Linked DNA regions of Mus musculus: regions 1, 2, 3, 5, 6 and 7 are each linked to region 4. Evidence: chromatin contacts called from public HiChIP or PLAC-seq, Micro-C and promoter capture Hi-C data. All regions are on one chromosome and are shown on one strand. Each heading gives the region's core, a stretch centred on a gene start, on an enhancer-like site or on the middle of the called end of the contact. The rest is flanking DNA. Distances are from core to core; before and after follow the strand shown. Region 1 overlaps Camta1 (calmodulin binding transcription activator 1). Region 2 overlaps Camta1 (calmodulin binding transcription activator 1). Region 3 overlaps Camta1 (calmodulin binding transcription activator 1). Region 4 holds the start of Camta1 (calmodulin binding transcription activator 1). Region 5 overlaps Camta1 (calmodulin binding transcription activator 1). Region 6 holds the start of Park7 (Parkinson disease (autosomal recessive, early onset) 7). Region 7 overlaps Camta1 (calmodulin binding transcription activator 1).

Region 1 (3,219 bases), core at 601-3,100, 640 kb after region 4:
GTTCTCTGGGACCTGAGGTTCCAACTGGCCTTCGCTTAGGCCCAGCCAGATTCTGCCATGTCACATATATAGGGCCATCAAGGGGCATATAAGATCCAACCTGGGAGTCTGGATCCCGGCCAGCTCCATCTCTCTCCCACAGCCTCAGTCACTGACAGAACTGCATGCCTGCCAGCTCTCACCCAGCTGGGACAGCCCGGGACATGAGTGTCCCCAGCCACCCTCTTGATGGCTCCGTATTTTCTAGAAAAGCACATGTAGCATGTGGTTTTGGGTTTTGGTTTTGGTTTTGTTTTGTTTTTGTTTTTCATCATTTTAATTTTTTCTTGCAGAAGCGAAGCACTTTGTAGACATATGGTGGAATTCAGTGGGAACATGGTTTCTGCTCCCAAGGCTCTGCCCAGGGCTTGAATGGCTACATAGTATCTTTGAGTTTGCTATGTTTCTGATTGATTCCAACTTAGACATAGGATACTGAGATGGAACCCTGCCCTGGGAGCTGCAGCCATGGAGTCTGTGCAATCTGGTAGGAAGGGCTCACCGGGGGATATTTGAGTGTCTGGGCTGCCAGCAAGCGCCTCTTCTGTCTGAATCTGGATCTGAAAAGAAAGAAATGGAGTCCAGGAGACCCAATGAGGGTTCCGCAAAGGACAGAGACAGGCGAATGAGCTTGACCCCTCTCCCTCCCCCCTCCCCTTCTCCCTCCCTCCCTCTCCCTCTCCCTCCCCCTCCTCTCTGTTCTCCCCTCTCCTCTCTCTGTTCTCCCATTTTCTCTCTCTGTTCTCCCCTCTCTGTTCTCCCCCCTACCCTCTCTGTTCTCCCCTCTCCTCCCTCTCCCCTCTCCCCACCTCTGTTCTCCCCCCTACCCTCTCTGTTCTCCCCTCTGCTCCCTCTCCCCTCTCTGCTCTCCACTGAGTTCTGGGACTCAGAATATGGGAATGAAGAACCCTGGGCCCCAGCCTAGCATAGCAGGCCCCTCCCACTTGTCCAGAGCACAGGTCTCAGCAGCTCGTACAGTGGCTTTCCTGGCTTCAGGGCGGGATAGCGGAGCAGCTTCCTTCCTCAGGGAAGCCTTCAAACACAGTAAAGATGCGCTTAGCTTCCAGAGAGGCCCTGTAGTGGCAGCCACCAGGGCCGATGGGCATCAAGTGCGGAGAAAGGACACTTGGCCACATCCTGTCCCCAAGACATAACATATAATATGGAGCTTTCCCCTCTGTGTGGCCTGGGGTAGGGGAGGCAGGGTGATTCACCTGACCCTGCCTGGCCTGGGTTAGTCAGGCCAGACTTCTATCCACAAGAGTCCGTCCATCCACCATGACAGGAGGCTACAAAATCGAAGGATTTGGGCAGCTGCAGCCATTAAGATGAAAGTCGCACTAATGACTCAACCGTTCTTCAGTTCTGATATCTTAATTTAATTGGATCTTTTTTAATTAAGAAAAAGAGCTGTAATCCTGCAAGCACCGAGCTGTTGCTTTTCTGTGGGAGACCTTAAAGGCCTGGGCCCCTGCTTCATCCCTGTTGTCAAAGGCCAGGGTAAAGTAGGGCCTGGTGTCAAAGAATAGGAAGCAAGCAGCCACCTAGGGAGATCTAAGACCACCGTGCCAGGGTCAGGGAGTGTCAGCTGGCACCAATGGTAATGTCTGCTTCATTGTGGTTCTGCCTCCACACATTGAGGGCGGGCCCCAGTCAGCCCTCCTGCGGCCATGGCAAGCCTCTGCCATGTCCCCCACCCTGACATCACTTTGTCATGTCCCTTCACTCACGAGCCTTGTCCTCTTCAAGGACAGCGGCCTCCCCGCCCCATTCTGGCCAGGACTGGCAGGGCAGGCAGCTGGGGGCAGTCTGCCTGCCTACCCCTCCCTCTGCCTGCCGCCCTCCCGCTGGGCTCCCACAGCCCTGCGCTGCTTGGTGAGAGTGATGGATGGTTTACCAATAGAAGTGGAATGAAGTTTTAATAGTCTCAGATTAAAGGATCAGGGAGCGGAGGGGGCAGCCAGCCCAGCTGCATGCTTCAGATTTTCACAGGGGGCAAAGTTTGGAGCTCAGTGGACCTGTTCAGGCCGCAGATCAGTTTATTTTGGGGGGGGGGGAGGAGGACGCAGGCACTGAGCAAGGTGATTCCATTGACCAAGGCCCTCCATGACAGGTGAACACTCACAGCCTTGGGAGGGAGGGGCCCAGAGCCTGCCCCTAAGATCATCGTGCCTTCAATGAGGCAACTCTGTGGCTACACCTACATTCTATGAGTGTTTCCTCCTCAATCCAGCACTGGGGAGATGAAGGGCAGTGCTCAGGTTCCCCTCCTGGAGGAGAATTCCAAAAGAGATCCCAAGTCAGTTTCCAGAACACCTCTGCATTTTTTAAATGAGAAACTCGTTCCGCGTTCTTGAGAATTCTTTGCCAAGGAAATGTTTACTTCCTTCAGAAACATGTGTGCCTCAGGGAGCCTGAGGCAGGAGGCTGACCTAAATGGGATGGATATCCACCTTCAATATGGCGACTCCTCTCTCCTGGTCATCCCTACTGCGGGTTAAAGGGATTCTGGCTGTGTCTCTAAGGACAAGTGAAACAGAAGGCCCTAGTCCCACCCAACTTCTTAGAGGCCCTGAGGTGGCTCTGCCTATTTTCTGCAGGCCCCACTGTCCCTGGTTCTCTGAAGTCCCCTAAGACATTGGTCCATGCTCACCCGCTGAGCTCAGGGCTGGGGACTGAGCTGAATATAAGAATGGCCTGCAGCGGACCTGAAGTGACATGGGCAAGATGTCCTTGTCCCCTCTAGGTGAGAAGAGACCATCTGTGCTCCTTTTAGGCCACACGATGCACAGGCAACTGGGCCACGGATATGACCCACGCCCCCAAACCAGCTATGACATGAAGTCCGCTGGACCGGACACAGGTCATCAGGGGTGAGTTGTGAGGGTTTGTGCTTCGAGATCTCTGGGTTGAAGTACATCATCTACTTGAAGATGCATTGTCAGCAAGCTTGGGACCCCATCTGCCCGATAAGAAAATGACCTAAGGGCATTCCTATGAGTGAATAAAGCCATAGCAAGTGGTACCTGGGGTGGGCAGCTCAATGAGGCAGAGGATGGAAAAAGGCTGAGAGAAGGCTGGCCACCAGAGGGAGATGGATAGCATCCTTACTGTAGCCCAAGCCTTCTAAGACCATCACCCAAGAGAACTGGAGACTCCGTGACACGTGGTTCAGACTTT
Region 2 (3,550 bases), core at 62-2,561, 780 kb after region 4:
GAGAAGACCTCGGTCTGAACCCTCTAATTACTACAGCACTGAGGGCCACAAAGATTATCCGGCTCCCAAAAAGCATAAATTGAACCCCGAGTCCTTCCAGGCAAGGCAGGAGAAGCTGCTCTGCACTGCACTGAGTCTGGAGCAGCCAAATATCAGGAAGCAGAGCCCTAGGTCTAAGCAGCCTTCCCCCGAGACAATCAGCCCCAGTGAAGGAGTGAGGGAGTACAGCCGGGAAGCCGCCCCTCCCACTCCAGAGACTGCAGCATCCCAAGCGTCTGCATCTCAGCCTGTAGTAAAGTGGAGTGCCAAAGATCTTTACATTGGTGTGTCTACAGTACAGGTGACTGGAAATCCGAAGGGGACCAGTGTAGTAAAGGACGCGGCGCCTTCACAGGTGCGCCCGAGGGAACCAATGAGCGTCCTGATGTTGGCTAACAGAGAGGTGGTGAATACAGAGATGGGGGCCTACCGGGATAGGACAGAGCACGAGGATTGCCCCCAGCCCATGGATGATATTCAGGTAAGGCTGCTCAGGTAAGCCTGCAGAAGCAGCCCCGAACATCACGGCTCAGTTCTGAAAGTCGTGTAGTCTTTACACCCCCCCCCCCCCCACACACACACACCTGCCCGTCCCCATCCCAGGAAGAGTCACAGTCTGGTCTTGCTCAGGTGGACGTGGAGTTATCTGCTTTCCTGGAACCACATTTTCCTTCTGTGAATTAGGCACCGTGAGTAGGGCCTGACCACAGGCCCTTAACAAAGCCCTCCCTCCAGTACCAGCCTCTTGAGAACTAAACTTATGACACTAATAATTAGTGCCCTGCTTCCTCGCATCCGGGATGGCAGCTTTGCTCTTTGAGGTACTGGTTATAATAGAGTCAAGGCCCTAAAAATAGCCAGCAAGGAAGCCTGCAGACAGGATTTGGATTATCTGAGTGACTTTGACTAGCACGGCCGTCATCTAGCCATTGTGAAGGGCATCTGTGGCTTGAGGCTCACATGGCATGTAGTGAAATACCTCCAGGGCTAATAACTGACTGCCCTTGTAATGAACGTAGGAAGCAGAGTCCTCTGAGGGCACTAAAGTTGTCATAGACTAAACAAAGCACCAGGCTACTAGACAAAAATCCATCAACTCAGATATGCAGAAGCAGTCAGAAGGGGCAACCAGACAGCATGGTTTTCTATGCTCTACTCCTCAGCCTCTGTTTCCAGGTTCTTGTTGAAGCATCGCAAAACAAAAGGAAAGATATAGAGCACCTCCCACCCGCCTAACAGGGTGATGCTGGGGTGGGAAGGCCACACTCCTGCCAGCTCATCCTGGAGAGGTGTATCTGCTGAGTCATGCTTGAGCATTGCACCCTGGGGGAACTCTTTGGTTTTCTGTGACAAACAAAAAGCCTGCGTGTGTATTAGCAGTATAGCCTCTGCTCCTGGTGGACAGCAGACCCCACCACTGATTTACCATCAACCATATAGCCAGGATGATGCCTGCCTGGTTAAATCAAATGATACTGTTTGGGCTTTGCACGTGTTGGGCAAACACTCTCCACTGGGCACAATCCTCAGCCCCTTTTCAATTTTATCTAGAGACGTGATCTCATTAAGTTCCCTGGCTGGTGTCAAACCTCCAACTTCAGCCTCTCAAGTAGCTAGAGTTAGAGATGCGTCCCATCACACCCAGCCTAAGTCCAATAATGTTGTAGACAAAAGGCTGGTAAGGTTTTTTTTGTTTTGTTTTCTGTAAAGAGCCAGGTGGTGACTATTCTCCAGCTTTGTGGCTCATACAGAAACTGTTATAGCCTTGGATCTGCCTTAAGAGCACGAAAGGAACTGTAGACAAAGTTAAAGGGATGAGCAGAGCTGCGACGTGGTAAAACTCGCATCACACAAACTGGCAGCTGGCTCTGCTCGGCCTGCTACAGTCTGCCTAGTCCTCGGTGTGGACCATTCCTGCTGGCACCAGTGGTGGCTACTTTCCTGCTTGGCATGACGAAACCAGCTAAGCGGGGCAGGGGACATTTCTGGTTCAGTTTGAGGGTACAACGCTGGCATTGTGCTGGGGGAGGCAGGGCAGCAGGAGCGTGAGGCGCCTGCTCTGTGCCAAGCAGTCGGCAAGGAGCTGGTTGCTGGTGCTCTTGGCTTTCTGCTTATTCAGCCCGTGCCCCCAGCCCTTGGGGTGACAATGTCTGCTCAGGGTAGATCTTCTCTTCTTAGTTAAACCTTATGGAAACACTGTCATAGATAGTTGTTCATTGAGGAAATTTTATCTTAGACATTTAAAATAGGAGGGTTTTTTTTGGGTGGGGTCAGATTTTTAGATTGTAAAATCTACTTTAGTCAACTATAGATAGTTGTCCGACTGTCAGAAAAGTCTTAGGTCAGCTCTGCTTCCTGCATCAACTCTCGGTGTCCCCACCGCACCATCCACCCAGATCTGATTCCATTCCCAGAACTTTGCCTTTCTGAAAGCTTCATCTAACTGAGATGTAGTCTTCTATGTGTTAAGTGTTGTAGTGACTAGAATACCTGGTATAGGACGGGTTAAAGAGTTTATGGCCTTGGAAGGGCATGGCAGGGCCCACTGAGTGTGCTCAGGAACCAGAACTGGAGCTCTGCCTTCAAAGGCCCCTGCCTACCAGTGTGTGTCTTACACTCCTCTGATGCTGTGATAGATCACTCTGACAAAGTCAGCCTGAGGGAGAAAGGTCTATTTAGCACATAGAGCATAGTTCAAGACACCGTCTGTAGTGGCTGGGAGGTCAAGGCAGCTTGGAGCAGCTGCTCACCATACAGCCAAAGGCAAGAGACACAGGCCAGTGACTGCTTCTCTGTGCTCAGCTTGCTTGCTTGCTTGCTGGTACACAGACCAGGAGGAATACCAGTCCAGGGAGCAGTCCACCCACAGGAAAGTCTGGTCTTCCTTCATAACCGTGTGTAATCAGGATAACTCCTCCTGATTACATGACATGCTCCTCATGTCAGTGAGATCCTACTTACTGAAGGTTTCATAGCCTCCCCCAGCAGCTCCACACACTAGGGAACCAGTGTGCAAAGCTTGAACCTATAGCACGGTAACTTTCTGAGCTGTCTTCATGGTAGGAGGGCAGCATTTCCCGCTCTTTGGAGTCCTCTCAGAACACCTCTCCGCTGAGCCAGAGGATCTGGTGGAAACCTAAACTCCTGTGGTTTTGACTACCATTTTTAAGAGGTGTGCAAGGAATTTTAAAAAGACACCTCCAATCTTAAATTTTATTTTTATAAGTGTCCATGTGTGAGAGTGTGCATAAACACGTGCTGAGGTGGAGGTCTTCTCCCATTGCTCCCCACTAACGTCGGAAGGCAGGGTCTCTCAGTGAGCCTCCCAGAATCGTCCTGCTTCTGCCTCTCCTGTGCTGAGATTGCAGGCCCATGACGCTGTGTTCTGCCTTTTTATGTGCGGCTGGGGTTAGGCTCATGTTCTCATACTTGCAGGCTGCACAGCACTACGTCCCAGAACTGGGCCATACACCTTCCCCTGACTGTAGGAGATCCAGAAGCAGATGGGCAT
Region 3 (3,240 bases), core at 331-2,830, 690 kb after region 4:
ACCCTGTTGGGCTGTACAGGAAGCCTGTTCCTCAGGTTACAATGATAGTCCTGGGCTCAGTATATGATGAGACCTGATTCCCAGGAAGGAGAGTTGATCACTGAGCCCTGCTGTTCCCAAGTGCACTAGACCTGCTCCTTCAGGTCCTTCTCTCTCCCTCCTTTTCAATCTATGCACACAACACACACACACACACACACACACACACACTGCTAAGTCACAGGCACTCAAACCTATTCATGTTCCCTTGTAGCTGCCTGACACAGAGCACATTGTGACCTATGACCCCACCTGACACAGAGCACATTCTGACCTATGACCCCGCCTGACACAGAGCACATTCTGACCTATGACCCCGCCTGACACAGAGCACATTCTGACCTATGACCCCGCCTGACACAGAGCACATTGTGACCTATGACCCCGTCTGACACAGAGCACATTGTGACCTATGACCCCGCCTGACACAGAGCACATTCTGACCTATGACCCCGCCTGACACAGAGCACATTCTGACCTATGACCCCGCCTGACACAGAGCACATTCTGACCTATGACCCCGCCTGACACAGACTGCATTCTGACCTATGACCCCGCCTGACACAGAGCACATTCTGACCTATGACCCCGCCTGACACAGAGCACATTCTGACCTATGACCCTGCCTGACACAGAGCACATTCTGACCTATGACCCCGCCTGACACAGACTGCATTCTGACCTATGACCCTGCCTGACACAGATCCCATTCTGACCTCTGAAGGCACTTGGCGTAGATGCAGGCATGTCTGAGGCCTTGCCCTGCCCTGAACTCTAAATCCAGCCCCTGGAGCCCAGGACCCAGCTGGGCCTCCTGAATCTGATTTTGCTCTTGACCTATGACTGTAACAGGGCTGTACAGTCCTGGGCACGGGACTTGGAGCACAGCCTCCTCACTCACCATCCGTTGAGTCTCCAGGAGCCCTAGCAGAGTGAAGGAGAGGAAATGGAGCATTTATCTGGGGCGGGCTGGGAATCTCCATCCTCAGACACACTCTCTGCCCTGTGCGTGGGATAGCAGTCACTCAGCACTTTGGTGCTTAGAGGGACTAAAAACCAGGCACCCTGAGGCTTGAAGATAAGGCTGGCACAGAGCTGTCTTCAGAAGCCGTCTCTGAAAACAGAGGCTTCTCTATCTATGGGGGGAGCCCACAGGATAGTCCTATACCCAGCAGCTACCCAGAGAGGGCCATAGAATGTGCCAATTATATGTACTACAGCATAAGAGGATCCCTTCTGGTCTGCGACAGGGAAGCCTGTGTCTTCCAGCAACTGGCAGACCCTGGGGGAACCTAAGCAACAAGTGCTATGTCCCTGGCCCTCCTCAGAATGTGGATGGAGTTCTAGGAGTTTCTTCTGTCCCTGTGGTCTGCTGAAATCTGTCCTGAAGTGAGCAGGCCTCTGTGGGGGACATGGGGGCTGGAGCACCCTGCTGGTTGCTCTGAGAGACAGCTTGCTTTTTGTTGGTATCCATCAGCCCCTCCCTCCTCCATTCCATTACTCCAAGCAGGGAGGACAGCCAGCCGGCTGCCAGGAGCAGCTACAGCAAGAGCTTCCGTCTACCATACATCCGGGTGACACCCCAGCCCCGAGCCGCCTGCCGCAGTCACTTATCCATTCCCTAGTAAATCTTGTCCTTCCTTCTGCCAACTCCACACTCTCGTTTTACGGGCTCCCGTCCTGGTTGTTTATTAAGCACACAGGTCCAGAAAGCTGCGCCTCTTCAGATCGGGCGCACGGGGTCGTCTAGCTCTGCATAAATGGCGCTAATATGACAGATGTGATCGCAGAACAGGCTCTTGGCACAAACGATGCTGATTTACTCGCTCCATCCCCTCCCCGCAGCCTCTGCCTCTCGGGTTCTCCCCTCCAGCCCCCCACTGCAAGCAGGGAGGTGTGCAGCGCTATCCCAGGCTGTTATGACTTTGGAGGTGTGCGGCTCTATCACAGGCTATTATGACCTTCTGGGTAATGTATACATTGCACTATTACATGCTATTATGACTTTCTGGGTAATGTATACATTTTCACTACCACGCAACCCTCTCTCCTTCATTTTTCATGAGAACTGGCATGAGATTAATGACCGAGCCTCAGAAGGAGCGGAGCGCCACGCCACTCTGATTTATTGACCACTTAGCGTTGATGAAGCTGCAAACAAGAGTCAAACAGATGTTGCAGCTGCATTTTTCTTTATCAAAACCAACCGCGTTTTGCATTTTTAACCGCTTCTTATAATACCGCTGTCTCTCTTGCTCTACACAAAGGGTGCTGGCTCTGACTCTCCTTTCCCACAGAGGCAGGAGAGATGTGCACAGGGAGTGAGATCCTACAAGGCACCCAGTTCATAATGGAAGTGGCCAAATGGGGGACCCATGCCTCTTGCTCTTGGCAACTTGAGTCTCTTGGTCTCTGAGGACTAGCTCACTCCCACACCCATAATTGACACAGGACCTGTCAGACACCCTGGGTGAGCCCAGCGTGGAGGCTCCACACAAATCGCAACTCCTTCTTAGCTCCATGGTTACCTGTGACTGAGCACTGCACACTTCTGATAAGCTGTGGCCCAGGCCTTCGGTGTGAGAGCCGGTGGCAGCGAGGAGACCGTTTCTCTCCTTCCTGGTGTGGTGAAGGCTGTTGACCTGGTCTCCCTGTTCTGATCTCTGGGGAGATCAGTGACGTGGCAGCCTCTGAACTCTGCCCTTCCTCTCTCAGAAACAGAGAAGGCTGGTTGTAGGTACTCACTTCATGGGTAACTGAGGGCCCTCAAAGGGCTAAGAAGTTTGGCGCCCCTTCAAGTATCTGCTCAACCCATGGCTGTCCCCCAGCTTGAGTGCCCCTCTCCTCTCCTTTGCTCTTTCACTCTGTGACACCTTTCCACAAGCCTGGCCTGAGGTCCATCTCTCCAGGCCAAGGTTTTGCTATGAGCTGACTGAGTCTAGACCTCCCTTGCTAGGCCTTTGCAAGGGCGTCTGGCATTTCCCAACCTGTCGAGGATCTAACAAAGAAAGAAACAAGTCGGCCAGTCCCTTCCAGCTCCCTGGACAGATGCCCCTAGCCAGCTGCAGTCATGACAGGGCATACATAGCTAGAGGTATTGGCACAGCTTCTTCATGTTAACACGAGTCACAAGAGTTGCCGGTGAGCACCTGCCACCCCCTTGCACTGTTGGCATTGGCCGTGGGCACCACACAGTTCCAA
Region 4 (3,474 bases), core at 217-2,716:
TAGGATTGGCACAGACTGGCTTTGACGATCAATCCTAACGCCAAAACACTCGATCGACTTTTCAGTGTTTCTGCTAGTAGCAAACGGAGAGAGAGAGAAAAAAATGTTGAGGAATCAAACAGTGCAAGTTTACAGAGAGGATCTGGAGCTCAGCTGCTTTTCATTAAAGTGCATTCTCCTTCCTTCCCTCCCGCTTCCCTTCAGTGCACCTGCAGAATCCCTGCATGGTGTTTGCCCTCCCTCTTCTCCTTCCCTTTTATTTTTCTATGTGCGGAATTCCTGCACTCTGCCCTTCCCCTCCCTCTCTCCTTCCATCCTTTCCTCTATTTTCTGGCCACGTTCAGAGCCCCTGATTTCTCTCGAGAAGGCGCAGTACTTTGCAGCTCTTCTGGCCCGGGCTTGTGTCTGCAGGGCGTGCGAATCTCTCCGGTGTGGACCTACAGGCAGGAGAGCTGCGCGGAGCTGCGGCTGGAACCCGACCGAAGCGCCGGGAGCCCGGGAGGGATTGGCTAGGCTAGCCGAGGTCGAGCGTTCCGAGCCCTAGATCCGCGGCTGCAGCCTGGGACAGGCACCTATGACTCATCGGCTCCGCCGGTCACATGGGCAACGTGACCAAAATAAAGTTTCAGTATTTTAAGCCGCTAGAAAAGGGGACAGAGGAGCGCAAGGCAGGCGGGAGCGTAGGGTGGCCGCGGGGACGCTGCGCCGGCCGAGGGGGCGGGGCTGAGGCCAGGAAGGGGCGGGATTTGGCCGAGGGGCGTGGTCTGCCGGGAGGTGCGCCCCTCCCCCGTGTCGGGCAGCGACGCCCCGACTCTCGGCTAAACGGTTCGGGAACGCTGTGAACCGGCACGCCTCGGTGCCTTACGTATCCCTCCGGCAGGGCCGCCCCCCGCCAGCGCCGCAGGCTGCGGGATCCCGGAGATCCCAGCGTGTCCTCCGAAGACACCGGGACCCCCACGCGCCAGCAGCGGCTTCCCCGGGAACGTCCTTCAGCTCCCGGAGCACGCGGGAAAAGCCCCAGCACACCAATGAGCGAGCGCCTTCCTCATGACGGTCACGCTGGGGGGCGGGGCTTCCCACAGCCGTTCCCGAGTTCCGGGAACCCCCTTTGATTGGTCTGGACGGCTTGGGAAACACTGTAGTGACGTCCAATCAAAACACCACGTCTCGGCCTCGAGGAAATATTCCGTGTCAGCCTCATCCTGATTGGGCCATCCTTTCGACCTCTGTCCACTAGGAAGCTTTGTTTAGGTCTGGAGGGCGGGTTTTCCCGGGAGTGGGTGGGGAGGGGGCGTTGATTCCAGGCCAATCACTTTAGTCGGTGCGGTGGTGATCAGCCAATGGACAGGGTGGATAGGACGCTCCTCCCGGAGAGTAGTGAGACCCCTGGTGCGGTCCGATTGGTCGCGGGAGCCGTGACTGGCAGACGCACCAACCAGTGGGCGCTGTGCGTGGGCCGCGGGGCGGGGCCAGGGCGGGTGCGCGGCGGCGGCGGGGTGGCTGGGCCGGCGGCGGCGGCGGTACGAGGCGCGCGCTCGGGGTCCCGGTCGCGAGGAGGAGGAGGATGTGGCGCGCGGAGGGGAAATGGCTGCCGAAAACAAGCCGGAAGGTGAGAGCCGGAGCGTGAGGGCCCGGGGCTGTCAGGGTGGCGGCGACACGGCGAGCCCGGGGCCGCGCCGGACATCCCGGGCATCGGCGGCGCGGGGCGCGAGCGCGGGGGCGCGGCGGGCGCGGGGAGGGCGCCGGCGGGGTGGGGGGGGCGGAGCGCGGCCGAGTCCTGAGGTGACTCGCGGGCCGGCCGAGCGGGGCGCCCCGCACCCAGCCCCGGGGGCGGCAGGCCGGGGCGGGGGGCGCGCGGGGCGGGGGCCGGGCCCAGCGAGGAGGAGGAGAAGCCGCGACGCCTCCCGCACCCGGCCCGGGGCATCCCCGCCGTGTCGGTCGGGGTGTCAGGGGGCCGCGGGGCGGAAAGTTTCCCGGGCCGCGGGGGCTCGCGGGCACCGGTGCCGGCGGCCGTAGCGGCGTCAGGGCCGGACGTTCCCCTCCACAGCCCCCCTCGGGCCGCGCGGCGCCTCCTAGCGCCGGCGTGGGGGGTGTCCCCGCGCGGGTCCCCGCCAGGGGGCCCCCCTCGTGCCGAGCGCCCCTCGGCCGAGGCCCCGGGCGACCCCTCCCCCAGCAGGGCCGGGGTCCTCGCGCGGCCTCCCCGCCCCTCACAGCATGCTCTTCCACACTTGCCCTTGCACCCTCACTACCGGGAGGGTGGGGTCTCCACACTGCCATGCCCTTTACCTTCCGTGACCCCGATCCTCTCCGAGCACTGAGGGTTCCGTGTCAGCCTGTCCCCTTTTTGAGGGGACTCTCGTGGGGCCGCGGAGCCTCTGCACGCTGGGTTAATCTTTTTTTTTTTTTTTGGCCAGGACAAGGGGACTCGGGGCTACCCATGTTCTTCCTTCTTAGCTCACCCAGTGGCTTGTGGGGCCCTGTGCAGCTCTGAAGTCATTTCTAAATAGGCAGGCAGACACTTCTTCCAGATCTGTACTCTTTCCGTACACTTTCCTGGGTTAGGGTGAGCTCATTTCCTGAACACCCTTCGAGTTGCCCTCTTTCTTGTTGGGAAAACCGGACGCTCCAATGCTCCTCTCCCTAGCTGTCTGCCTCTCTCCTTGGAGTTCCCTGTCTGGGCCAGGGTGGGCGCCCCAGTAAGATGTAGGGCAGGCAGGACTTCCGATGTGCCTACCACTTGAGTGTAAGGGACCTCAGTACTTGTTTCTTGCAGGAAAAGAAGGATCTATTGCTTCCCGTTCACTCTTGGATCTTAGGGGGCACCCTTCACCAGTTAACACTATCCCACTGGGAAAAGGGTCCAGTGCCCTTGAATTTGGTGTTCTGATTCCTGTCTTCTGAGCAGAAAGAACCAGACTTTATGCATCCCACTCTCAAGAAGTCTTTGAATCTTTCTTGGAAATAAACTTCCCAATTCTTCTTTTTTTTTTTTTTTTCTGAGAGAACTCAGACCCTCCTTATGGCTCCTGTTTCCCAGTCAGCCATATTTAGTGAGCCTGTTACCTTGACTTTCTCTAATTTTCTCAAATTGTATTCATGTTGGCTGGGTAAGGAGAAGCCATATGCCTTTCTATCCAGAATAGGGAGTGTAGACACCCTTGTCGCCCACATGCCATTTGAGAAGAGGTAGCTTGTGTGCTCCTTGTTGTACCAGAATCTTCCTTTGGCCCTGGTATGTCTCTAGTGGGATCAAAACATTTCTTTGGATCTTGCACCTTTCAAGCAAAGGGGCAATTTCTCTACTTTTTGCTGTTCTGGTTCTCTTTGACATCACGGAAATTGGGTGCTCGACACAGTTGTTGACACACACAGACCACTTTGTGCATATGTGCAATAGCATTCTATACATACCCAGAAGAAGTTAGAAGGGTCAGGTGGCAGCTCTATGGTCAGAGTGGGTGGAGTGTTAATTTG
Region 5 (3,530 bases), core at 221-2,720, 650 kb after region 4:
CGTAGCCAGGGATCCTGAGTGTGGACACCACCCTGCCACAGAGACATCTTGGGAGAAGCCAAGGATGTCTGCAGCTACATTAAAGCAGGCACACGCATGGCTTGCATTGTCAATAATCCCAAGAAATTAGGGACTGTGCCTGGCTCACCTGCCTGAGACTTGTTCCTTTTGGGAAGGAGTCTTGTTTAGACTCCACAAGAACCGGCTGTATCCTACAGGGTCCAGTCTCAACCATGGGCATAGTCTATAGTTTGGGAGCTTTCAAACCTCACCAGCTATCATCGCCACCAACCAACATCACCACACACACACACACACACACACACACACACACACCGCCTTTGCCATGGCCAACTGACCATTTGAAGGACCAGCAGATTGGCAGTGGGTGGGTTGGATCTCCCCTGTGGCCTGACAGCAGACATCCTGGGCCCATCGCCCTCCCAGTACCCATGGCTAGCACAGTCTTTGGAAATCCAGAGGACTCTGCAACCAGAAGTCTCCGCTCTGCTGCCTGACAGGAACTTCCCCCAGTGACCGAGGGGTCATAACCATGTGACACTCCATCTCTTCTGTGTGCCACAGCCTCCCTCCCACCTTACTGAGCTTGGCATATTGACAAAGAAGAACTGCCTAACAAATGATTTGTCCCAATAGGCCGGGCCAGCTTGATAGAGGAGACCCCACCACCCTCCAAGTGTCTGATGTAGGCAGGGACATCAGAGTCTCAAAGAAATGTCAGAAAGACAACAGGACTCCAAGAGCTCCGTGCTGTGCTGGGTCTCTGGCTCATGGGACCAAGTTTTTTCCAAGCCATCTTGGCTGTCTGTCCTGGGAATGCTACACCCCTTTAATGAAGGGGAAATTAGAGTACCCTGGGGAGCTTGTTGACCAAAAGTGTCTTTGATATATCAGGCTGAGTCTGTGATGTCCCTGTCCCTGAGATGTCCCCCACCCCCAGACAAGCATCACAAAGAGCAGAAAAGCCCCCAGCTCAGAAATTGTCAATCGTTTCCTGGCAAGGGTCACCTGCATCCACCTCCAGCACTACAGGAGAAAGGGGACACAAATGCCTAAGTGTGTCCCCCTTCCCCACCACTCTGCTCATCCAGACACCAGGCCCCACATCTACCTAGGTCAAGGAAGCAGCCTCCAGCCAAGGGTGGCTGAAGGACACCAGGGAATCTAGATGGCATATCCCACATTTACTGCAGAGAATTTGGGGCCCGCCAGGGTTGAGTGTGTCATCTGTCATGCCTGGATGCTGGCTTCTGCAGGGCTCTGCTTCCCACTCCCAGAAGGGGTGCATCTGTCCTGCCTAGGCACTGTGCTCAGGGATCCGTCTCAATCCAATTACGGCAAGCGCGGGGTGTGCGTCCACGGTGAGCCCACAGCCTCCCCTCTGCTCTCTCCTCAGGAGCTCAGCACAGGAGCTCTTTCTGAGTCATTTAGGGCCCTCTTCTCTTTCTTCCCATTTTGATGATGTTTCTAAATTATGCATTAAACTTATCTGGGTGAGCAATGCCTCACGGCTCCCGTGTCAGACCGAGTGCCGCCGACGCGTTGCTGTTCTGTGTTTACGTGGTTGAGGACGGAGAGCCTTTCCTGCCCATTTATTTTTGAATTAGGGTTTAAAGATGAGTACTCGGGATGGGGTGAGGCCTCAGGGACCCTGTGCACTTCGGTTCTGAAAGACCTGAGTCATGTTTGGCAGCTGCCATGTCTGGGGTCCACTGTGTGAGGATTCCAGATGACAGTGGCTGGTGCACATCGCCCCAAGGGAAGGCATCTCTGGAAACAGAAAAGTCCTTGCCTCCAAAACTAGCAATGGTTGTTCAGGAAGGGAATATAATGGTTCTGCCCCAGCCTCCTCCTAAGCCTGCACGTGGTAGCTTCTACCCTGGGCAACAGATCCCGGATGCCTTGCTAAGATCTGCTTCTGGTGTTCATCCAGTCGCTCAAATCTTTGTGGCAACTTCTATGCTGCAGAGTAGGACTAGGCAGCCTGCGAGTGACTATCAACTCTGCCCTGGCCTCTGGGGCTCAGATCTCACAGAATGGCACAGGGCAAGCACCCAGCCCAGGCAGGCCTCAGTGTCCTCGGGCATCTGTGGCCAGTACAGTTCATCTGGGAACCCAGAGCAACCATCAGTCTCTTCCCTTGCTGTCTGATGGGAGTTGCCCCCAGTAGCCCAGAGGCTAACATGACCACAGGACACCAGTTGGCTCTGCCTAACCACTTCCGGTACTGTCTCCTTATTTCAGAAAGGCATTGAAAGGTGGGCACATACAGTTTGAATCCAGTAGATCCCAGACCTTGGGCTCTCAAGCCTCATGCAGCATACCTGCCCCTAAATCCAGGTCAGGAGACTGAGTATGCCCTGGCCACGCTGACGCCCTGCAGTGCCCTCATTAGCAGGGTAATCCCAAGTTTATCCCTAGCAGGTACGCCCAGACAGATGCCAATAACATGGCTCTTCCAGTAGGTACCAGCCCCTGCCCACAGTCTTCAGGCAGGAGTTTCACAGATAAGGATATGAGGAACCATTTATCATATCAATAAACTTGCACCCAGCACTCTCTGTCTTCCATAATGAAATGGGGATACAATCGCCATGTTATTGAGCACCAGGGCAACCCCGTACCGGGCACTTATTATTTTCTGCCGCGATCAGGGAAGACTGATCGAGCTCAGATAAGTACAGCTTAAAATTGAAAACCAAGCAATTTACCTTCAATAACTCCCTGGGATCCTGTGCAGCCAGAGACAGTTAAGGAGAAATAGACTCCCTTCCCATGTTAAGTGTTTCCCATTAACATTTGATTCTGCCTCCTTGGAAGATTAGGGCTTGGCTGGGGGTGCGGGGGGAGTCCTCCCCTTCATGGAGGGGACAGGCAGCTCATCCTGAAGTGCTGGGCCGAGCTAGCACCTGTGAAAGGGCTGGGGCTCCTTGGAGCTAACAGGGACAGGGTGCCCAAAGGAGGTGTGACTTCCTAGAGGTTCTACACTGTGGAGGTTAATCATCAGATTGATGGGGTCTAGCATCACCTAGGAGACAGGTCACTCTGGATGCCCTTGAGGGATGCTCTACAGTAGGCCAATGGAGGGAGGAAGACCTATCCTGGATGCAGGAGCTGGGTCCAGGACTGCAAGAAAAGGACAAACCAGATGAAAACACGGCCCCCCACCCAAGCCCTCACTTCCTGACTGTGGCCTCCTGTTGCTACCAATGTGACTCTAAGCTCTGCCACCGTGACCTGTGCCCTCAAACCATGTGCCAGCATGAACCCTCTTCCCCTTCCTTTTAAACTTGCTTTTTGTCCAAGTACTTTATTGCTGCAGCACAGGCACCCAGCACCCACTTAGGCTGGACGTCTCCCTGTCCTGAGCCTGGGCAGAGTCCTCAGGCTTACTGTCCTGGAACATTCTTCTGTCACTCACATCATAAGAAGCAGACGTTGGCTCTGGGACGTCTGGGAACTTGAAGACTTGGGACCCTTGGTGAGAGCATGGTCAGCGGTGTGTCCCG
Region 6 (3,056 bases), core at 449-2,948, 950 kb after region 4:
CCATTCCAGAGACTCCAGAAAGGAGATGCACACCTTCTCAAGGTGAAGCTGCCTTCATGGAGTGTCCTAGTGGGGTCCTGGACTGCACCACTGAATTAAGCCCTAAGGGAAGAGACAAGGGCCTGTGTTCCCCTGGAGGCAGGTTTCACTCCTTACTTAAGTACTTGGGGTTGCAGGCATGAGCCACCAAGCCCAACACCCTCTGTGGATCTTGAAGCTCACATCTGACAAGCTGTCCTGGTCTTCTTTCTGTCACTCCAGCTTTCCGTACCTTCAAAGCTGAAGGGGCTGGCTCTGTCTTTTCCCTTTGCACATAGTGAAGAACCAGTCCATTCCACAACTCCTAAAGCAGTTGCCCAAGTTTTATTGTATATATACATGACTTAGCAATTTTTAAGAATTAAACTACTCCTACTGTAAGAATTTCCAGTTTGAAGCTGGGCGTGGTGGCACACGCCTTTAATCCCAGCATTCGGGAGGCAGAGGCAGGCGGATTTCTGAGTTCGAGGCCAGCCTGGTCTACAAAGTGAGTTCCAGGACAGCCAGGGCTACACAGAGAAACCCTGTCTCGAAAAACCAAAAAAAAAAAAAAAAAAAAAAAAAGAATTTCCAGTTTATAAGATTTCCAATATGAACCTATGATGGAGGTCAGCCAATGTATGTGAGGTATTCAATCTCCATATAGGAAGGAAAGCAAGTTTATATCCTGTCGGGGGTTTGTATAAAAAGTACTGAGACTTGCCAAACGAGCTGGCTTTCTCTGAGGTGGGTACAGATAGGACCAGGTGAGGGTGGGTCTCCCTCCTGTAAGCTGAAAGATAACTATTAAAAACTCAGGAGAGAGCCGGTGGGAGGGCTCGACAGGTAAGGGTGCTTGCCACACACCGGAGGATTTGAGTTCCATCCGAGACCTTGTAGTAAAGAAAGAACACACTAAGGCGAGTGGTCTTCTGTGAGTTTCCACGTGCACCCTTTGGCACAGGTTGAGATGCACACACAGTAACTGTCAACCCAGAAGTGTAAAAAGCTGAAATAAAATGAGATAATTAAATAATTTATCTTATCGTAGATGATAGCATTGCTCCAACCCGAGGGTGCAGTAGGACATTTTATTATTTGTGTGCATATGAGTGCAGTGCCCGTGGAGGTCAGAAGATGGCATTAGATCCTCAGGATCCGGAGTTAGGCAGTGGTGAGTCTCCCCAAATGGATGCTGGGAACCGAACCTGGGTCCTTTGCAAAACCAGCAAGAGCTCTTAAAGCTTGACACCGTCCTGTGACCCAGGGGACAGGGTGACCAGGCCTAGCTGGGAGGGACAGGCCTGGGATGACGTGGAACGAAGACTAGCAGGCCAGGGGCAAATAGAGGGGATGTCACAGTAAGGGGCAAGAAAGGCAAACGGTCCACAAAAACCGTAATGTAAGACGGCTTCCAAAAATGACTGAACTTCAGCCTGTGAATTCGCATGTGCTAGGATTACAAGTGTGGGGTTCAGGCTGTAGCCCAGCCAGGCCTCAAACTCGGAACCACTATCAACTTAAACGTCGAAGAGGCAGAGAGGGGCAATTGCGCAGGCGCCCGCAGGGTGGGCGGTACCGTTGTCTGGGGGCGAGATGGTACAAGCGCTGCGCAGCCGCAGTAGCCTCTATTCGCTCCTCCCCCCACCCCCACCCCGGGGCCTGGGCTCAGCCGGACATGACGCAGGCCGAGGCGGAAGCGAGGGGTTGTGCGCAGCCTCAGTGCGGGTGGCGCGCATGCGTGCTGGGTACACGTCGGGTGCGAGGTTCCTGCGGACTAGCGGTGGCTTCGCGTGGGTGGAGGAGGCGCGGCTGCAGGTCAGCGCCCTGGGGCTAGAGGCCGGGCTGTGATCCGCCCGCTGCCCCGGAGGGTCCCGGCTGGGCGGGCTGGGGGCAGCGGCCGCAGTGCATGCCGGGCCAGGCTCTGCACAGCATCCTCCGGGTTGGAGCGAGCGCAGTTACTGGAAGGCTTGACCAAAGTTGTGATGCGTGGGGAGCGTGCAGGGAAAGCACGCGGAAAGTGCCTCCGAGTGGCGGCTAGCTGTTCCCGGCCGCAGCAGGGCTGACCTCCTAAAGAGATAGTCCATCTTTATTAATCATTAGCAGTGTGGTCAGAGATTTAGCACCTTTGGACTCCCCCAACCCGGTCCTGACATTTTAGCAGTTTATTGGAACATCAACAACAAGAACAAAACCTTCGAAATTTACAAGTTGGTTTTTTACCAGTGAAATTGTGGATTTGGGGTTTTTTGTTTTGCTTTGCTTTTTTGTTTTGGTTTGGGTTTTTTGAGACAGGGTTTCTCTGTAACCCTGGCTATCATGGAACTCACGCTGTAGACCAGGCTGGCCTCGAACTCACAGATAGATACTCCTGTCTCTGTCTCTTCCTCCCAAGCGCTGAGACTAAAGGTGTGCGCTCGACTCGCTCCCCCTCCCCTCCCCTTCTCTCTTTCTCTTATTTCTCTTATTCTTTTCCTTCCCTCCCTCCCTCCTTCAGAGTATTTTAAGAAAACCAGCCTCTCCACAGTGTGACTGATATGCAGGGCCCGTTATGTGACCTGTCTTCGTTAGAGATTGGTCCTAAGAAAGCACAGTAAGGGAAAATGCAAAGAATACTAGCACACATTGGCAATCCCACATTTATTATTTTTTTTAAAGGATTTAGATTTTGGTTGGTTGGTGTTTGTTTGTTTGTTTGTTTGTTTTTCGAGACAGGATTTCTCTGTATAGCCCTGGCTGTCCTGGAACTCACTTTGTAGACCAGGCTGGCCTCGAACTCAGAACTCCACCTGCCTCTGCCTCCCGAGTGCTGGGATTAAAGGCATGCAAGGATTTAATTTTGATGTATCAGCATTCTGCTTGCATATATGTATGTGCAGAGGCCAGAAGAGGGCGCTGTATCCCCTGGACCTGGAGATGCAGACAATTGGGAGCAGCCCTGTGGGTGCTGGGAACTAAACCTTGATCCAGTGCTCTTAGCCACAGACTACCCACCCCAGCCACCCTGTTTTCATCCCGGGATTAGAGTGCTGAAACTC
Region 7 (3,557 bases), core at 803-3,302, 560 kb after region 4:
GGGTGGACTTGTGGGCTGCCTGAGTCTTGTGTGAAGAGTTCCAGTGTGGATCTGAGTGACGTGAACCTCGTGCAGTCTTTTGGAACGTCTACTTAGGCACTCAGTGGCTGGTCATACAGTAATGCTGTGGTTACTTTTTTGAGGAATGGTCCACAGTTTCTGTGTAAAGCTCAAAAGAGACATCCAAAGAGCTGTCCTATTGACCAGCACTGATGGGTTCCATGGAAGCACAAGAGTAGGACCCCATTCCCTCCCACTAGGAACTCAGATCTTGGCCTGAGCCCAGGGGGCAGGAATGGGGGATGGAAGAGTCAAAACTGCCAAGTCAGGCAGATGCTGGGAGAGGCTTTAGGCAGCCCGGTCTTCCAGCACGTGGACATCAGCATCCCAGCTCAATGAGACATACAGAAGATGGCTAGGCTGAGTCACACATGACCAGGAGGGAGGCAGATCTTCCTGTCTCTGCACTTCCCTCTCCATCCTCACAACCGGGGTGACCCTGACAGTGGCCTAGATCTCAGTGCTTCTGGTCCACAAAGCTGCAGTCTACCAGCTAGAAAGGTTAGGCTCCTGTGTGTGCATTTATCAAAGCACCAGGCTTGACAGCTTTGTCCTACAGATTCAGTATTTCTAGGCATTGCAGCGGGTATCTGGACACTACAGTAAGAGACCTTCCATGCCTACCAGATCCTAGGAACAGCTCCGACTATGAAGAGGAGAGGACAGGGAGAGGGAAAGGGGAAGAGAGGGAGGAAGAGAAAGGGGGAAGGGAGTGGCCTGGACTAAGACCTTCTCCATTCCAGGGCAAGAAGGGGTAGGGCAGAGTGAGGGAAGATATGGAAGTCAGGCCAAGAGTGACTCACTTTTGCTGAGGCCACCGGTAGCCATGCAGGTTACACAGTGGATAGACAGTCTGGCTTTCATACTTCCTTGCTGTGGAGAGTGGTGAGCCCAGCCAAGGTCACGAGGATGACCTGAGTTTCAAACCCAGGCTGAAGCGGGACCAACTGGAGGGGAAGGAGCAAACCATCCAGCAACGTGGCCAGGTCCAGCAGCTCTGGGCAGCCCCACTGGTTTTTAATAGCCCTGGCCTCAGGCAAAGGAAGGCTCTCCCAGTGCGGCCCAGGCAGGGATCTGTAGGGACCACCAGAGGGGACACCATGAGTACTACAGAGGAGGGAGACCATCTGTAGGTGACCTGTGGAAACTAAGGAAGCCTGTGTTTGCTACTGCCATGTGGGTGTCAGTCACTGAAAATACATCGCTGCTTCACCGAGCAGACCTGCCATATCGGGGCTTATGTCCCTCCTGTTTCCACTGGCAGATCCAGGTAGAACACAGCCCTGACCCACAGTCATTATCCTGGGGTGTGTAGGGGAGTTTCGAACCCAGACCCTGCTCCTGCTGTGGGCGCTCACAGGACTACCTTCCTCTGTAGATCTGTGCTGGACCAGGAGAAGCCTCTGTCCTTCACTTGGCCAGCTAGACCCCATCCACACTGAGACACACAGGCTTGGGTAGCCCCATCAGGCAGAGGCTAGGTAGGGTAGGAGGCCCACAGCTGTTTAAGGGGACGGGGCTGGAGCTGCTGGGAACTCTACTCTCCACTCTCCCAGGGTGAGAATGGATGCCTGTCCTGGCCCATGTGTTCACGCCTGACTTGGCGTGAGTCTGACTGTGTGTGTTTCTGACCTGGGCTCCCAGATGGGTTGCTTAGTGCCAGGTATTTCTTTCCCATGGGGGCCCAGCCCTGCCACCTTCTCCTCTTGTAGAGATGTTTTTGTGAACTTAAGAAAAAAATCGGGAAAAGGTCGATTCCCTCTGTCCAGCCCATTAATTCTGCATGCTCAGGCCAGAATTAACCTTGGCAAGCCTTGAGAGGAGAGAGTAATTCTAACCTTAAAAATCTGCTGATTAAAGCTGGTTTGAGGAATTCGACTCCCCGCTTAATGTCTTGGCAGGGAGCCCAGCCTCGCATTAACATAGCCACAGTCTGGCCTGGCATTTCCCCCACCTTCTTCACAAACAAAGCCTCATGACCGGTTTTAAGTAAGAATTCCTTCCCAGACTCCTGCCTGGGTGCAGCTGGGTGGCAAAGGTCCGCCTTGGTACCCAGACAGTGTCACAGGTGTTTAGCAGATGCAGTTCTGAGGCCCACCTGGAGAGGGAGCCAATCCCAGCCACTACCTTGTGCTCCCCACTCCTCACTTAGAATGGCCACTGAGGGCCTGGAGTGTGGGATTCTGTTACCCATCTCTGCTGCCCTCTAGAGGCTAGGCATGGAGGAGTGGGACAAAGAGGGCTGGCTCCCTGGAAATGGAGAGAGCCCCCAGCCCCAGAGAGCACAGAGAGCCGCATCTTGGACAGCAGTTCTCCATCTCTCTGGTCATTCTTTGTCTAAATGCGTAAAACCCACATGGGATGCTGTCCACAGGGGTGGTAGACCAAGAAGAGCCTGTGGAAATCCATTGTCTGTGTGAGAAACTCTGGACACCTAACACAGACAGGATGGGGGAATAAAGAGCAGAAAGCTTGCTTCATATCCAGAGAGGGAGGAGAGGAACAGAGGGGAGATGTCTAGCTGTCACCAATACAAACCACTGGCACGATCAAGATCAGTTCCCACCACTTGACAAGTCTACAAGAAATGAGTCTGAGCAATGCACTTTGATGAGAAAAAGGACATTTTACTTTATTTATTTATTATTTATGTCTTGTAGCTTTGCAAGTATTTGTAATAGAAATGGCAAGGCTATATTGAAATTGGTTGGAGATACAAACCCCTGATGGCTGGGTGAGACCACACACACACACACACACACACACACACACACACACACACACACGGGGTAGCTCCTGCTGACCACAGGACAAGCAGGGCCAGGCAGCCTGATGCATCCACAAGGGGAAGAGCAAAGACCGTGTTCCTCCCACGTGGGGCCAAAGGCCCATGTGCCAGGACAGGCTGCTAAGGCTGAGAAAATGACACCTCCAGCATCCATCTGGCTCTGCAGAGCAAACAAACGGGCCAGGGCTGAGAGTGACAGGAACCATGTGCTCGCCCATGGATCCCCGGAGGGTGGGAGAACATTTGGGCGAGGGTGGCTAAGTACCCGGACTTCACCCCAGAAGGAGGCAGAATGGAAGCAGCAGATTGTAGGGCCAAGATGATCTCGGGACAGATGTGCACGCCCACTGTGGCCTGGTCATCCCTGACCAGAGCTTCACAGCTGGAAACAATGCCCACTGCACATCCAAATTTACCTTATTATCCGTTTTTAGCCATTACTCTATTTTATGCCCATTAATTTATTAATCTTGGAAACCACCACCAACCCCCAGCACAATAAAGTCAGAGCTCTGGGAATTTTATTTATGTCTTTGAACATGATTTTTATGCCTTCTTATCTAAAACTTCATTTAATCTTTATCGCACTCCTCACTCATGCGATCCTTAGGCTGACGGGGCTTTACCGGGGCGGTTTCTCTCACAAGCACAGTGTCTCCCACGGGTTGGGAGCTCAGGTGAAGGAGGTGGGTGCTGCTGGGGCTGGTGC

What was found. Promoter capture Hi-C pulls out the DNA fragments that hold promoters and counts their contacts. Hi-C and Micro-C count contacts between places; a contact is called where the count stands out from the background. HiChIP or PLAC-seq counts read pairs in DNA pulled down with a chosen protein or histone mark.
Region 1: an H3K27ac HiChIP or PLAC-seq map of embryonic stem cells shows a contact between it and region 4, with 4 times the contacts expected there. The contact joins the enhancer-like site here to the promoter of Camta1 in region 4. A contact is called at or near these places in 1 of 39 promoter capture datasets (embryonic stem cells), 1 of 15 datasets of contacts at CTCF or cohesin (pro-B cells), 1 of 484 Hi-C or Micro-C datasets (embryonic stem cells), 15 of 115 datasets of contacts at active chromatin or transcription factors (SST interneurons, differentiating embryonic stem cells, embryonic basal ganglia and 9 more) and 1 of 9 other capture datasets (embryonic stem cells).
Region 2: a contact with region 4 is called in an H3K4me3 HiChIP or PLAC-seq map of embryonic stem cells, with 7 times the contacts expected there. The contact joins the enhancer-like site here to the promoter of Camta1 in region 4. A contact is called at or near these places in 4 of 39 promoter capture datasets (the 3T3-L1 cell line, embryonic stem cells, hippocampal neurons and 1 more), 3 of 15 datasets of contacts at CTCF or cohesin (the NIH/3T3 cell line, large pre-B cells and pro-B cells), 9 of 484 Hi-C or Micro-C datasets (the C10 cell line, the G1E-ER4 cell line, adipose-derived mesenchymal stem cells and 3 more), 10 of 115 datasets of contacts at active chromatin or transcription factors (the 230-238 cell line, the SCID.adh cell line, T-cell acute lymphoblastic leukemia and 6 more) and 1 of 9 other capture datasets (embryonic stem cells).
Region 3: an H3K4me3 HiChIP or PLAC-seq map of stem cell-derived neural progenitor cells shows a contact between it and region 4, with 15 read pairs. The contact joins the enhancer-like site here to the promoter of Camta1 in region 4. A contact is called at or near these places in 4 of 39 promoter capture datasets (the 3T3-L1 cell line, embryonic stem cells and liver), 1 of 15 datasets of contacts at CTCF or cohesin (the NIH/3T3 cell line), 8 of 484 Hi-C or Micro-C datasets (the N1E-115 cell line, cardiomyocytes, cerebellum and 4 more), 16 of 115 datasets of contacts at active chromatin or transcription factors (the NIH/3T3 cell line, VIP interneurons, astrocytes and 11 more) and 1 of 9 other capture datasets (embryonic stem cells).
Region 5: a promoter capture Hi-C map of hippocampal neurons shows a contact between it and region 4, with 8 times the contacts expected there. The contact joins the enhancer-like site here to the promoter of Camta1 in region 4. A contact is called at or near these places in 1 of 39 promoter capture datasets (hippocampal neurons), 13 of 115 datasets of contacts at active chromatin or transcription factors (SST interneurons, cardiomyocytes, embryonic basal ganglia and 8 more) and 1 of 9 other capture datasets (embryonic stem cells).
Region 6: a contact with region 4 is called in a Micro-C map of embryonic stem cells, with 4 times the contacts expected there. The contact joins the promoter of Park7 here to the promoter of Camta1 in region 4. A contact is called at or near these places in 3 of 39 promoter capture datasets (the C10 cell line, embryonic stem cells and pre-B cells), 5 of 484 Hi-C or Micro-C datasets (the G1E-ER4 cell line, embryonic stem cells and erythroblasts) and 2 of 115 datasets of contacts at active chromatin or transcription factors (astrocytes and forebrain).
Region 7: an H3K27ac HiChIP or PLAC-seq map of the NIH/3T3 cell line shows a contact between it and region 4, with 8 times the contacts expected there. The contact joins the enhancer-like site here to the promoter of Camta1 in region 4. A contact is called at or near these places in 4 of 39 promoter capture datasets (the 3T3-L1 cell line, embryonic stem cells and hippocampal neurons), 2 of 15 datasets of contacts at CTCF or cohesin (the NIH/3T3 cell line and stem cell-derived epiblast-like cells), 6 of 484 Hi-C or Micro-C datasets (adipose-derived mesenchymal stem cells, brain, cerebral cortex and 3 more), 13 of 115 datasets of contacts at active chromatin or transcription factors (the NIH/3T3 cell line, cardiomyocytes, craniofacial prominence and 8 more) and 1 of 9 other capture datasets (embryonic stem cells).

The regions. Positions count from the first base shown.
Region 1 is chr4:151,225,187-151,228,405 of GRCm38.p6, reverse strand. All of the region lies in intron 6 of Camta1 (calmodulin binding transcription activator 1), which reads left to right. Gm45960 (a long non-coding RNA gene) reads right to left here. Exons shown (of 2, transcript XR_003955320.1): 1 at 3,066-3,219; 2 at 320-599. Among named protein-coding and RNA genes, the nearest start is that of Gm45960, 3.6 kb to the right of the region's middle. Within about 2 kb of position 1,850, at least 4 of the 459 cell types and tissues checked have an H3K27ac peak or open chromatin away from gene starts, as enhancers often do.
Region 2 is chr4:151,080,647-151,084,196 of GRCm38.p6, reverse strand. It overlaps Camta1 (calmodulin binding transcription activator 1), which reads left to right. Exons shown (of 24, transcript NM_001081557.3): 16 at 1-520. Among named protein-coding and RNA genes, the nearest start is that of Gm13090, 7.1 kb to the left of the region's middle. Within about 2 kb of position 1,311, at least 27 of the 459 cell types and tissues checked have an H3K27ac peak or open chromatin away from gene starts, as enhancers often do. A contact at or near this core is called in embryonic stem cells, where this site is marked.
Region 3 is chr4:151,169,296-151,172,535 of GRCm38.p6, reverse strand. All of the region lies in intron 6 of Camta1 (calmodulin binding transcription activator 1), which reads left to right. All of the region lies in intron 2 of Gm52711 (a long non-coding RNA gene), which reads right to left. Among named protein-coding and RNA genes, the nearest start is that of Gm52711, 12 kb to the right of the region's middle. Within about 2 kb of position 1,580, at least 15 of the 459 cell types and tissues checked have an H3K27ac peak or open chromatin away from gene starts, as enhancers often do. A contact at or near this core is called in stem cell-derived neural progenitor cells, where this site is marked.
Region 4 is chr4:151,859,760-151,863,233 of GRCm38.p6, reverse strand. It overlaps Camta1 (calmodulin binding transcription activator 1), which reads left to right and starts at 1,466. Exons shown (of 24, transcript NM_001081557.3): 1 at 1,466-1,609. The coding sequence starts at 1,565. All of the region lies in intron 2 of Gm42357 (a long non-coding RNA gene), which reads right to left. It overlaps 9230110K08Rik (a long non-coding RNA gene), which reads right to left and starts at 1,490. Exons shown (of 2, transcript XR_390981.3): 1 at 377-1,490; 2 at 1-70.
Region 5 is chr4:151,205,546-151,209,075 of GRCm38.p6, reverse strand. All of the region lies in intron 6 of Camta1 (calmodulin binding transcription activator 1), which reads left to right. Among named protein-coding and RNA genes, the nearest start is that of Gm30422, 8.6 kb to the left of the region's middle. Within about 2 kb of position 1,470, at least 6 of the 459 cell types and tissues checked have an H3K27ac peak or open chromatin away from gene starts, as enhancers often do. A contact at or near this core is called in hippocampal neurons, where this site is marked.
Region 6 is chr4:150,908,563-150,911,618 of GRCm38.p6, reverse strand. It overlaps Park7 (Parkinson disease (autosomal recessive, early onset) 7), which reads left to right and starts at 1,698. Exons shown (of 7, transcript NM_020569.3): 1 at 1,698-1,836.
Region 7 is chr4:151,300,961-151,304,517 of GRCm38.p6, reverse strand. All of the region lies in intron 5 of Camta1 (calmodulin binding transcription activator 1), which reads left to right. Among named protein-coding and RNA genes, the nearest start is that of Gm45960, 80 kb to the right of the region's middle. Within about 2 kb of position 2,052, at least 43 of the 459 cell types and tissues checked have an H3K27ac peak or open chromatin away from gene starts, as enhancers often do. A contact at or near this core is called in the NIH/3T3 cell line, embryonic fibroblasts and stem cell-derived neural progenitor cells, where this site is marked.